Regions from separate parts of the Mustela erminea genome. Here region 2 is linked to region 1. A link is a contact called in public Hi-C data. All regions are on one chromosome and are shown on one strand. The core of a region is the stretch at or near the end of the contact, and the rest is flanking DNA. Distances in the headings are between cores, read along the strand shown. Region 1 holds the start of SETD5 (histone-lysine N-methyltransferase SETD5). Region 2 holds the start of MTMR14 (myotubularin-related protein 14).

What was found. Hi-C and Micro-C count contacts between places; a contact is called where the count stands out from the background.
Region 2: a Hi-C map of spleen shows a contact between it and region 1, with 5 times the contacts expected there. The contact joins the promoter of MTMR14 here to the promoter of SETD5 in region 1. A contact is called at or near these places in 2 of 3 Hi-C or Micro-C datasets (skeletal muscle and spleen).

What each region holds. Positions count from the first base shown.
Region 1 is chr1:51,526,518-51,533,274 of mMusErm1.Pri, forward strand. It overlaps SETD5 (histone-lysine N-methyltransferase SETD5), which reads left to right and starts at 2,614. Exons shown (of 28, transcript XM_032326170.1): 1 at 2,614-2,974.
Region 2 is chr1:51,680,505-51,687,261 of mMusErm1.Pri, forward strand. It overlaps MTMR14 (myotubularin-related protein 14), which reads left to right and starts at 2,682. Exons shown (of 22, transcript XM_032326512.1): 1 at 2,682-2,993; 2 at 4,713-4,744; 3 at 4,747-4,861. The coding sequence starts at 2,827.

The sequences.
Region 1 (6,757 bases), core at 1,364-3,863:
AGGAACCAGCCTACAAAGAGGTAGGGCAATGACACTATGATTTGGGTAAACAATTCAGTATGACTGGAGCGGTAGTGTTTGAGGTATATGTAAAAAATTGTAGCAAATGAAAAAGCTGTTAAGACAAGGTCAGCCCATTGAGGGGCCTTGTATATTACTCTCACGTTGATGGAATGCATCCTATAAGTAGTTAGGAGCTAGTAAAGGAGTTTCACCATTTTCACCTCTGTATGTTGGGACAACTGTCTAAGCAACATGTTTGATGGATCAAAAGACAATACCGGGGCGCCTGGGTGGCTCAGTGGGTTAAGCCTCTGCCTTTAGCTCAGGTCATGATCTCAGGGTCCTGAGACCGAGTCCCACATCGGGCTCTCTGCTCCGCAGGAAGCCTGTCCCCACCCCGCTTCACCCGGGTCAAATAAATAAAATCTTTAAACAAACAAAAAATGATGATACCACAGGCAGACACCAGTTTGGAAGCTATCAGCATTACAGCAATTGAGCCCAGTTACTAACTGATGAGAACAGAAATAAAAACATGGATCGAGAGGTATTCAAAGGAGGGAAAACGGAGGTGTTGCTGAACCTCATATCCAATTCTTAGTAAGGCAGTAATCAAGGTCATCTGACTGTGAAGAGATCAACGGGTGGAATCCTAGCTGAGGAAAAGGATAAAGTGTAAAACAAGGTAAACATTCAAGGAGAAATAAATACATAACTGGGTAAGAGTGAGGCCTCTCCTCAAACTGGGTAGCCTTAATTGGCAGAAAAACTGATCTGTCTGGTTTCATGACTCACTGGGCTGCCAAAAACAGGAGAGGAGAAAGCCACTACTATGTCTGGGGATTGAAAGAGCAAGTACAACAAAAGCAACATGCGCTCAAAGTAGGAGTGCGAGTTGCTAAGATCCCTAACCAAAGGGACGCTAGGAAAGGGCCTAGAATTTTAAGATTAATATTTAATTTCAAATGCTATACTTGGTTGGTGTCAGCAAGATTCTCAAATGGGGTGAGTAAAAAAACCTCCAATCACTCTGCCTTTAACCTCCCCTTTACCTACAGGAAAAATACTACAAGAAGGATCTTAAGTAGTAATAACACGCAGTCTAGCTGCTTAAAATCAGCCCAAGGTGAATGCTTGGACTCCTATTTCCTTCCTCTACCCCTATTATAATTACTTTGTGACACAAACTCAAGTCTGTGGGAAGAGAGAAATCTTACACCTGCTCAATCCCCTGCAGGACAACGCCCAGCCACCAGGTTAAGCCTGGGCAAAAAAGTCCCGCCCACAATCGAGAAGGAGCAACTCGACTTGGAGGCGATGACGAGATCGCGGGGGAGGGAGGGATTCTTCTAGGCCCAGGGCGGTCCTTAGGAGACAGGAGGCAGCAGAGAACTCCCATAAAGGTATTGCGGCACTCCCCTCCCCCTACCGAGAAGGGTGCGGCCTTCTCTCCGCCTCCTCCACTGCAGATCCCTCAGGATTGCAGCTCGCGCCGACTTTTGGAGAACATGCACCTCCCTCCCACAAACCAGCAAGACCGACCCCCGCTCTTTCCCCCACCCCCGCGACTCCGAGAGCAGATCCGGATCGTCTCGTCCTTCAAGCGGCGGACGCCCGGGGCGGAGCCGCGGTCGCCACCACCCAGAAGCCTCGGCCCAGCAGCCCGCCTCCGCCTTCAGCGCGCGCTTCCTGCCACGTTGCGCAGGGGCGCGGGGCCAGACACTGCGGCGCTGGGCCTCGGGAAGGACCGTACCAACGACCGCCTCCCCGCCACCCCTGCTGACCCGCTCAGTGGTTTCGCTCATTTGGGACCCGAGCCAATGGCATGGGGCCTTTCCCCGGGCTTCAGCAACCAATCAGATGCCGAAGCTGAGCAGGCGGCGGGTAAACCGACTCCCTCCAAGGAAGGGGCGGGTGGCAGGACGCCCGCTCGGAGGCACTTTCACTGACCCTCCACCCCCCGCGGGAGGTCGACCGCGCCCGCTCCTCCAACTCTCTCCCCACCCCATCTACCTACCCATCCCACCCAGGGAGCAATGCGAGCGTGCCCAGGCGACTGCGCACTCCCGAGGCTGTAACTGACAGGCGCTTTACTCCAACCAAAACACGCCATTTGTGTTTTCACACACGGCGGGAGGAGAAGCGGCCAATCAGTAACAAGAGGTGAGCCGGAAGCGCTCCTCCCTGCATGAGCAATGGCTCCGTCTGGATTCGAGCCTTTTCCGCTCTTCTCCCTCCCCCTCTGGTTGCCGCAGGGCGGGCCATACTCCTGTCTGCCTCTGACCACCTCCTTCCCTTCCAGCCTAACAAACGTTATACTCCCTACTGCCCGCGGGGGGAAGCGACCCCTCTCTCTCCGTCAGACCGCCTCAACCACCCATCTCCCTCCGATCCACCGGGCCCCCCTCCCACCAGAGTCCCGCTCCCCTACCTAGCCGAGGCTCTCTGAGGAGCCGGAGCCCCTGAGCACAGCCTCTTCTCTAGGCGGCCCCGGCGGCTTCCGCGGATTGGCGGCGAACTGGCCAATGGGTGCGGGGCGGTGGGCGGAGAAGCCAATGGCGCGGCGGGAGGGGGCGTGTCCCGGGTGCCCCTGGCGCCGGCGGTGGGAATCCCCGTGCGGTCAGTGGCGTTTCCGCTCGGGCAGCGGGCTGAGTGAGCTGCCGCCGCCGCCGCCGCCGCCGCCGGGGGAGGGGCGGCCGCCGCCCGCCTGCGCTGAGAGACTCACGCAGCCCCAGTCCCGCCAGTCCGCCAACACTGTAGTGCCGGCCCCCCCCTTCCTTCCCTGGCCCTTCCCCCTCCCCGCCTTTGGCTCGCTCCGCCTTTCTGCCCCCCACCCCCACTTCACGGGCACGGGCCATTCCCGGCCAGGAAACGCCGTGGCGCCGCGTTGGGCCTAACTCGAGTCCTGCTGCCTCCCGGGAGTGCTGTGCGCCGCAGCCCGGGCCCAGGCCCCGGCAGCGCCTGGGACAAGGTAAGGGTCCGACAGAAAAGAGAGACCTATTCTCACGACTGGGCCCTGGGGGAGGAAGGGTCACCTCCTCCGTCTCCCCGCGCTCGCTCTTTGGGACGTGGGCCTGGCCCTCTCCAGGCTTTTTACAGGAGGATGCTGCCCCTTCTCATCCCGCTCGCTGCCCCCCACACACCATTGCACCCCTATTTCCCAGGGAGAGAGGCCCCCTTCGTAATCTAGTCGACCCTACTCCCCTTTTCATGTCTTTCCTGGGTCAGGACGCTTCCCCTCCCCCACGCCTCTTCACCCCTTTTCCTGGGAACTGCCTACTCCACGTTTACCTTTTACTTGAGGATAGGCCTCTCCCTGCCCTTCTCTAAAAACGCACAGGCATACTTTTTTTCCCCTCTCCCCTAGCCCCCACCCCAACCCCCTTTCGCGCGGCCTTGTGACAACTCTGATCTGGGGGAGGCCTCTATCCCCCCCTCCATAATGTTCCTGGACGCCTTCAGTATCGTTCTTGGGTCCCCATCTCAAATGATTGCTTCTTTTCCCACATTAAAGACGTTACCTTCGCCACCCCCACTTCACATTCTTGGGCATACAGTGGCGTATGCCCCCGTATCTGAGATAGCCTCATTGAATTTGTAGGGTTCGAGCCTGGAGTTGAGCCAGTTTGTGTCGTTTTTCCTGCCTTGGGCGTGGAGAGCGATCATTTGAGAACGTCCTTAAAAGCAGAAAAATTTACGCTTTATGAATTCCCTTTCCCTTTGCGTGGAAGCCAGGGATGTAAGGTGAATGGTGGTAAGAAAAAGCCCTGGTTTTTTAAGTAGGTGAATCGCACGAGAGGGAAAGTTGAACTGTTGGGAAAGCCCCTTCTATGCTAATTTATTCTATAGAGCGCCTTTGCTTGTCTGACTTAGAAGCAGTAACTGGTCTTTCCCTAGGATACTGATGCTGCAGCCAGCTCTGCTGGTTTGGGTCAGGGGTGCGTGTATGACCTGCATTTTCTGCTTTCTCATGTTACTTGTGCAATGTGTTCACCAGTAACTCATTTCTTACCCAGAGCTCAGGGTTCCATTGGGCTTTGTCTGTACTTTAGTACATTTCTCCAATTTTCTCCGTGGTCATAGTACTGAAGAGTCCTCAGGTTCTCTGGGAATTTCCTTTATAACTTGACTGAACAACTTGCTTTTAAATGACATATTTGTGATCAAGGTCATATTTACATTTTTTGTTGTTGAGCAGATGTTGCATAGCTATACTTTTGATTGGGGAGGATCCAGCTGAGTTGAGTGTTTAGAGATTTTCAGGAGAATGTTTGTGAATTGCGAGAAAATTTCTTGATGGTTAATTTTATGTCATTAATGGTTTTAGGTCACTCTGAGAGAAAAGTTGTAAGTGGTAATTTTAGATGTGTGAAATGTGGATATGAGCAAGGACTGAAACAAGAATATTCACATAATCAGAGGTTTCTGGGCCTCTTGGAGGACACAGGAAATTTTTTTTACTGGATTTCTTCCAGTTTTCTCAGGAGGATCATTAGTTTTCTAATGTTGCCCCAAATTCTGGCCCTTTATGGGATTAGAGTCTTCAAGGTTTACTCATACTGTCATGTTTAGAAAAATGGATTATGTCCTTTGATAAGACACAGGGCTCTGTCTCTAGCTGCAAATTTAAATTTGACTATAAAGAGAGTGTTTGGGAAATTGGCCTTTTAAAGATGAAAACTTAATCTTCACTTCTTCGTTGCTGGCTTAATTTAAAAATGGATATTTGGAATTTATTTGGTGAATTTTGATTTTTTTTGGTAAAAGGTTTTGGTTTAAAACTAAAAGGTTGACCTTAGGATTGTTTGGTTCTTAAGCATAATTCCAGCCTTTCTGGCATAGAGCACTGGTCCAGAAAAAAGAAAAAAAGAGTGTGTAAGGAGTGGGGGTGGGGTAAGGAGAAGGTTGTTTCTTTGGGTTGGATCACAGGGGTGAGTATACAAGGCAGCAGCAGCTGCTGGCTCTGGAGCTCTGGTTGCTACGTGAGAAGCTTGAGTAGTGCTGGCTGCTGTCTCCAGGGAAGGACAGCAGTGCAGCGTCCATTAATGCTGTTGGCTGCAGGGAGCTGCACTTAGGCGATGGCTGCTTCAGGACCAAGAAGAAACCTTGCTTTCCTGGGAATTTTGACTGCTGAGCTGGTTTTGCATTTTATTGGTGGGGAGATCAGAGTTAGCAATTCATAACCTTCTACCCATTTATGGATATTAGCATCTGGAAATGCATCATAGTTAAAGAATCTTCTTGTTTGGTTTTTGTTTTTGTTTTTGTTTTTGTTTTTTTGGCAGATTTTCACTTTTTGCCTGAGGATTTATGCTTGGATAGGTCTGAAAGTTCCATTAGAGTTTTAATTTTTCAATCCATTTAAAACCAAAGTAATAAGAATTTAAGGATCTTCCAGAGCACCAGAATGGGAAAACCCAGTTCTTTTTTCTGCAGCTGACATGTTTCCTCCATCACTTTAATTATTGAATTAATTTTGATATTTTGTTGTCTGTGTGCCTCCTTCCTTCTCTCAAGTTGTTAGGCCACATCTACCTTATGGAATAGATGTTTTGCTAACCATATTACTACATTTGGAATTGTAAACTCTAAAAAGAACGGCTCTTTTGGAATGATTTCTAAATATTAATCTCAGAAGTATATTCTTAATTTCTGTATTAGTATAGACTTCTCTCGACTAGATTATTCTTTTGGCATTTGACCTATAAAATTGATTTCACTATATATGTGTCAGATGTAGTCTTGTAAGATCACAAGGATGTATGTTTGTCCATGATCCATTTGAATAAAGGATGGGCCAGAAGGAATACTCAGAAATCGAGTAAGTCTGGAGTACAGGATACTTGAAAAGATAGCATCTGAACCCCTTATATGATCTCCCCTTCCCCCTCAGCTCTTGCACATTAGGCAGATCTTTGATTAGGCACAACAGTTTGAGTATGGAAATACTTGAAGGAAAACCACCACCCAAATATACCACCACTTACATAGTATCTAACAGATGTCAATGTGTTTTCGTCCCCCCACCCCTCCAAGACTCTTGTATCCTACTTTTTCCCCCCAGAATTTTGATATTTTCAGTTTTGTGTAAATGTACTTAAATCCCACAATCATCTATAATGTGTAATCTGACTCTGGCATTTGTGGCAGGGAACCAAAAAGAATAAAAATGAGTTTTGTCATTCACAAATGTGGCTTGCATTGTCTCTCGGTGATACAAACCAGACTAATGAAATAGAACCTTTAATGAATAATATTTTACGTGGGCTTCTTATTAGTATTACATAAAAGATGTCATATCAAATAAAGATGGTTTCACTCATAATGGCTGTTTAGCATAGCTTAGATATAAATGTAAATGTCTTTTAGTTTTTTTGTTGTTGTTGGTTTTTTTTTGTTTTTTTTTAAAGATTTTATTTATTTATTTGACAGAGAGAAATCACAAGTAGATGGAGAGGCAGGCAGAGAGAGAGAGAGAGGGAAGCAGGCTCCCTGCTGAGCAGAGAGCCCGATGCGGGACTCGATCCCAGGACCCTGAGATCATGACCTGAGCCGAAGGCAGCGGCTTAACCCACTGAGCCACCCAGGCGCCCAAATGTCTTTTAGTTTTAAATTACTACATAACATGAAAGTTACCTTATAAAATAATTGCTTTTTCACTTGTATTTTCTGTTGTTTGGAACCCTTTGTGATCTTGATGTAATCATTTTCTGAAAGATCATAGAGGCCCTTTTCATAGGATTTATTTAACAGT
Region 2 (6,757 bases), core at 1,432-3,931, 150 kb after region 1:
ATCCCAGGACTCTGAGATCATGACCTGAGCCGAAGGCAGCGGCTTAACCCACTGAGCCACCCAGGCGCCCCTTGTGACCCATTTCTTTCTGATGTCCAGTGCCTCAGTTTCTCTGGAACAAGCTTGCTGGATAAACACTTCCTGGGAAGTGGAGACATAGTTACAAAAAATACAACAAAATACATAAACAAGTCAACTGGCTTAAAGAAGTATTCTCAGTATTCTAGTTGGTTTGGATCATGGATATTGTTTTGGGGGTGTTTAAAAGATTTTATTTATTTATTTGACAGAGAGAGAGAGAGATTGCAAATAGGTAGAGCAGCAGGCAGAGAGAAGGTGGGGGAAGCAGACTCCCCGCTGGGCAGAGCCACTTCCCGCTGGGTTGAGCCACCAAGGCGCCCCTGATTTTTTTTTCTTTTTAAATTCAAGAGGGGGATCAAAAGGGGGAATAGGTGGGGCACCTGGGTGGCTCAGTGGGTTAAACCTCTGCCTTCAGCTCGGGTCGTGGTCTCAGGGTGCTGGGATGGAGCCCTGCGTCAGGCTCTCTGCTCGGCCGGGAGCCTGCGTCCCTCCCTCTCTCTGCCTGCCTCTCTGCCTACTTGTGATCTCTCCCCTGTGTCAAATAAATAAATAAAATCTTAAAAAAAAAAGGTGGGGGAACAGGTGAATAAATTTTTAGCCCCAAGATAGAGCCATTCCTGACTACCAGGTTAACAAACTGAAACACAGATAATTTGTAAATGCTCTGCCTGAGCATTTACACAGAAGCTTTAGTCAGCCAATCCCCAAACACCAACCCTGAAAGAGGACTTCAACTCTCTCCATTGTGACCTCAAACTTTCAAATTGATTAAGTTCTTCTTTCCTTTTTTTTAAAAAGATTTTATTTATTCCTTTGACAGACAGAGATCATAAGTAGGCAGAGACGCAGGCAGAGAGAGAGGAGAAACCAGGACCCTGGGTTCATGACCCGAGCCCAAGGCAGAGACTTTAACCCACTGAGCCACCTAGGTGCCCCTAAGTTCTTTCTAGCTTATTTCTTAACTTTCAAGCAAAAGATCTTCAGGACAAAGTATCAGATGGTGGGAACTGAAACTATCTCCTCAAGCCATGATGACTGCCCTAGCCAGCCAGACCCCACCCATGACAATGATTGACCACACCTTTACTGTCTTAGGTACCCACTGACCTTTGTCCTACATTTCCTTTATATAAACCTGGAAGTATTTTTTTTGGCATTTTGGAGAGTCTTTGAGATGTTAGTCGGCGGTCTTCCCTGTGTTGGCCTCGCTGAAACCAATTCCTCTCCAGTTTCGCTACCACTGTTCCTCTGCCTTTGGATTTTGTCAGCAGGGAGTGGCTGATCCTAGTCCGGGACCCCCAGAGTCCCGCGCTCTTGCATCCCTATGCCCTGGCTACAAGCCAACTCCAGGCTCTATACTTATTTCCCTGTTCCTTATTCATTTTCGATTTTCCTCTCTTCCTATAAAAGCGTCCTGTCTCCCGCCCCATTTTGCAGTTCTTTCAAACTTTGGACCAGAGACTGCCTGCTTCAGGAGGTATTAAGTAGAGTTTGTTTTTTTTATCACCTGTTAAAAAGAAACAACAGGCCCCAAATGGGGTCACTTTCGCTAGGCACCTTCAAGACTTAAAACCTAAAGTAGCTGCAGTTTCAGCCTCTCCCAGGAGTGTAATTTTAAACCAATTATTTAGGAATTTCCTGATTAGCACTAGTGAGGTAATCTGCACTTCAATAAAAATCCCTGTTTCCCCTATGGAAAGGTAAACTAATGAATGATCCAGTCTTCTAAACTTGTCTCACCTTCCCACCATAAAATCCTTCCATTTTGTACAGTTTTCCAGAGCTCCTTTATATTTGCTACCTGGGATGCTGCTGGGTTCATGAACAATTGATTAAAGTCAAATCTACTTGAATTTTCCTTAACATACACAAACTGACTTAAAAAAAAAATCTTAACCCTACTAATCTTTTAGAGATAAATACTGAAATATTCACAGATGAAATAATGAGATTTGCTTTAAAATTATTCTATTGGCTGAGGTAAAGACTGATGAAGATAGATTGGCATATGTTGAAATTTACTAACGGATGCATGAGGGGATCATTATACTATTCTCTCCACTTTTGTGAATTTTTGAAATGTTCCAATAACAAAAAAGAAAAATATGGTGCTTTTTAATCATAGAATTTCTACAGAAATTCTCCCATTTCCTTCTTTGATAACACAGGTTTACTATAAGAGTACTATAATCATAGGGATGTTGTAAGGAGCAGTGTAAAAAAAAAAAGTGCCTTATGAAATGCTGTTTTATTTTTACTTACTATTATTACTATGATTGCCGACACTAATTAGTTGCCTCCAAGCGTTCCCTTCTTCTCTCCCCGTAATGGTTTATTCCACTCTTCCTCCGGTTATTTCCCATAGTTTCTTCCTCCTAGTTCCTGCACTAACACCCCTCCCGCAGCCCCAATGGTTTAGCCCGGCTTCCCCAGGGGAAACCCCGAGGGGCGGGGCAAGAGTTCTCTGCTAGTGGCCCCAGCTCCCTCTCCCCGGACCATTTGGATCGCTCCACATTTGGGGGTGGGCCGGTAATCACGGGGCAGGGCGCGAGTCCCGTGCTCCGATTGGTCAGGGCTGAAGTAAACATCCGGTAGGGTGGGGCGGGGCCGGAAGTGGAAAGGGAAGGCGGTGGCTGAGGCTGTTCCGGAGGTTCCGGACTCGGAGTCGGTACTCCAGGTGCCATGGGCAGGGGTGGAGCGCGCTGAGGGAGACTTCGGGTGCTGAAGGGGACGTGGGGTTGGGCCATGGCGGGTGCTAGGGCCGCCGCCGCCTCGTCGGCGGGGCCGTCGGCTTCTTCGGGCAACCCGCCGCCGCAGGAGCCGGGGCTCGGGGAGCTGCTAGAGGAGTTCTCCCGGACTCAGTACCGGGCCAAGGACTGCAGCGGGACGGGCGGCTCTAAGGTGAGTTTGGAGTTGAAATGAGCACAAAGATAACTCCTTGGCTTGAAAAGTTACGGAAGAAAGGCGGAGATCAGGGGTCAGAGAAAGGAGAGAGGGAAGTTTCCAGGGTCTGGTCCCAAAGAGTAAGGGTCGGGTTCAAGAACCGAAAAAGGAAGAACTAAGGTCCGAATGAGCCAAGAAAGGACGTCTTTTGGTTTGAGACAAGGCGTTTGGAGGTCAAGGATCAGAGCTGAGAGTCCATGTTCAGACAGTAGAGAGGGGAAGCTGAGAAGTGTTATTCCCGTGCATCAGGTTGTGGGTACAAAACCCCCCAGGTTGAGATGATTTTAAAAAAAAAAAAAGTCTAGATGATTGCTCTAGGTCAGAAGTCAGAATGGAACCAAGACATGGACTGAATGTGTTGCTTCCTTCCACAGTGTGAGTGTGACTTTAGACTAGGCCCATCTCTTTTCTTCCCCTACAGATCAGGAAAAGAGCCCACATCTCCCTCTATTCCTTTATCAAAGCAGGTCTTAGTTCCGTCAGTCTCCTTATTGCTACACCTGGAAGGCAATCCAGCCTGGTAAGGCCATTCCCTAGGCACTGTTTGGCAGTCAAATGGGAATCTTGCGGATCCTCCTATTTCTTATTCCCATGTGCTTTTGGCAGGTTAGCATCAGGCTTTCCAGTGGGATTCTTTTCCGTTCTGGGCCATGAACTCTGGTGTGGCTCCAGGGGATACTTGCTGGAACATAACTGCAGTTGGCATCCTGCTACTCTCTGGAGTAACCTAGGGAAGACTTCAGTAATGATGGGATTTCCCCACTCTCCAAACAGCCAAGTGATTTTCAGATCTTAGCCTGAGGACCACTGTTTCAGCATTGTCTGGGATGCTTGTTAAAAATAAAGGTTCCTTGATCCCATCCAGTTCTACTGAGTCAGAATTTCTGAGGTTGGGAACCTGAAATTTGTATTTTTTAATAGGCTTCTTAATGACATTCATGCATCTTAAAATTTGAGAATTCCTAGTTTAAGCCACTATGAGTTTTTTCCTCTCCATTGGTCTTTTGAGTGGCTGTGAAGGGTTTGCTGATCCCCTCTTCCATCTTACACCCCTGAAGATTAGGGTTGTCTTAAGTTATAGCTGACTTTCACTGTAGCCAGCTTTAAAGCCTCTCCAGGCTTCCTGATCTCTTGTAGATTTCTCAAGATATTACACGTCTTATGCCTTTTTTCTAGTGGAGCTTTCCCTGAATTGTGAACCAAATACGAGCAATGTTAAGGGGAGTTCATCCTTTTATTTGATAAATAAATGGAGTGTGGGGAGACAGCCTTGTCTGCATCTTTTACTCATTACACTAACTAGAGTGTCTGGGTATTTGTGACTAGAGAATGGGGAGTAATCTGGAGCCAGGGGAAGATAATGGATTAACCTAGAGCAAGAATTCATAATATTTTATGGATTGTGGACTGCCTTGAAAATCTAATGAAACTTGTAGCCCTTTCCTTCAAGTGCTTAACAGTTCACTGCAACACTGAGGGGTTCAGAGACCTCCCAAAACATACTGCATATAGATTAATGAAGTACACATCTAGGGCCTGTGTCCCAGCAACGTGTCTCTTCCTAGCATTGCATAATAATCACAGAGGCCCATGTCAATTGCCAGTGACCTCTGAGGTCACGAACTGCCTAATTCTCATACTCAGAATCCCAGAATCTTCTTTATGCTCAGGTCTCCTCCTCTGTGCAGGTTGAAGCGCATTGAGAAGAGATGTCTGGAGCTGTTGGCCGAGACTACTGTTACAGTGTGATCCAAAATGTGAATGGGGATATCTGTGGCCACTACCCCCAGCACATCGTGTTCCTGGAGTATGAAAGTTCTGAGAAGGAGAAAGACACGTGAGCATCTTGTAACTAGAGTGGTGCCTGTCTGGGAGGCTCTGACAGCTCATCCCCAGAGTCAGGAAGTCTGGCAACTGGGTGGGGAACTGGGTGGGGTAGACTCATTTTCCCCAGGTGTGGAAACCTTATCAGACTTTTTGTTTCATTCAGAGTTTGATAAGTTAGATTGACAAAGTAGCCTTGGCATAGAATGAGCGGTTGGAAGTCACTATCCTGGACTTCTGTTTCTTCCCTACCCTAGGGCTCACTTATAAGCCTAAGACAGCTTACTTTACACCTCACCATTCTGAACCTTAGTGCCCTTTTTTAAGAGAGTGGGGTGGGAGCTATGCTCTGTTGTTGACATCTTACAATCACCTAACCATTTATAGGGCTTAAGAGCCTGATGTCTGGAGTCAGACTGCTTTGAGTAACTTGGGCAAATTATGTAATCTCTTTGTCTTTTGGTTATCTCATTGGTCAGTCTCTGTCTCTGTTTAGAAAAGTGGCTAGTGTAATTCCAGATGATAAGTGGGGCTATTACAAGCCTGGCGTGGGTACTGTAAGATAGAAGTAAGAGCTACCATTTATGGAGGCCCTCCTAAGGCCCAAGTACTTCTCTGGGTAACAACAGGTCATATACGAGAATTATATGGATACAACTCAAAGGTAGTCAGTAAATGGTGGCAGTTGTTTGATACTAATAAATCATCACAGCATGGAGGCTCCAGTTGATGCTTTATGTTGATTTCAAAGTTTGTTCCCTTAGTTTCCATGCTTGCTGGTGATTTTAAGAGAACCCAGGAGCTCTTGTCCACAGTGTCTGTGAAAGCACGGCCCTGGGATGTGATATTATGATGAGTGCAGCAGGCCCTCACAGTTGAAGTATGCCCATCCGGAACCAGCTAGAGATTCTGAATCTCTGGCTCCAGAGCCACTGAATCAAAATCACAACCTAACACAATGCCCTAGTGATTCATATGTACATTAAGGTTTAAGAAGCGCTGCTACAGACAAACCAGGGAGAACGGTTAATTCTGCTTGGAGTGTGTGCGTTTAGAAGAGCCTGTGGTAGAAGTCCTCTTCAGCTGGAACTGGAAGGATGAGTAGCAGTCCTGACATGTCCTAAAAGACCAGTTTGTATATGGTCTTGATCATTAGGCCAAGGAGTGTGGACTTGTGGGTGTCAGTGGTTTTATTGTGCTAGTATCCCCTGAGCATTCATTAAAATCACAGATCTTAGGACTGCTGAAGCAGAATTTCCAGAATCTACATTCTTAGAGAGCTCTCTAGATGAGTCTTAACCTACAGTATAGCCTGAGGACCACTGCTGTAGGCCACAGGGAGCCAGAGAAGGCTTTGAAGCAGAGGAATAACCAGATGAGAGGAGTGTAAGAACTAAGCCTTGGATACCTTATCTGTAAAATGTAATTTCTGGAAGTGTGCCATCTCATGAGGTTGTGGTGGGGTTCACTGAGAAAAAGAAAGGGATTAGAAAAACAAATTGTATGTGGATCATAGAAATTATATCATATCCTCAATCATATAACTTAAGAACTCCTGGGATCTCTAACCCTAAAGATTTGGGGTTTGTTATACCTCCGTTATATATGGTTTCTAGCTCTTCCTGACTTCTTCCCAAATTAGGTAGACTCAGCATCTGTAAGCCCTTAAATAAAGTTTCTGAAAAAGATCTCTTCTTCCTTGCCCTTGCCCTCCTGTCCACCCTCTTCAGTGCTGGCTGATGGTTTTATGTTGGTGCCCTGAAGGCATTCTGATACTAAGCTCAGCTGTAGTTAAGATGGTGCTGCTTCAGCTAGACTATGAGTGAATCACCTGTGTTTTAGTGACAAAATAAAATCTGACTCAGTAGGTCTGGAGTGGGGCCCGAGCTTCTGCATTTTCTCACAAGCT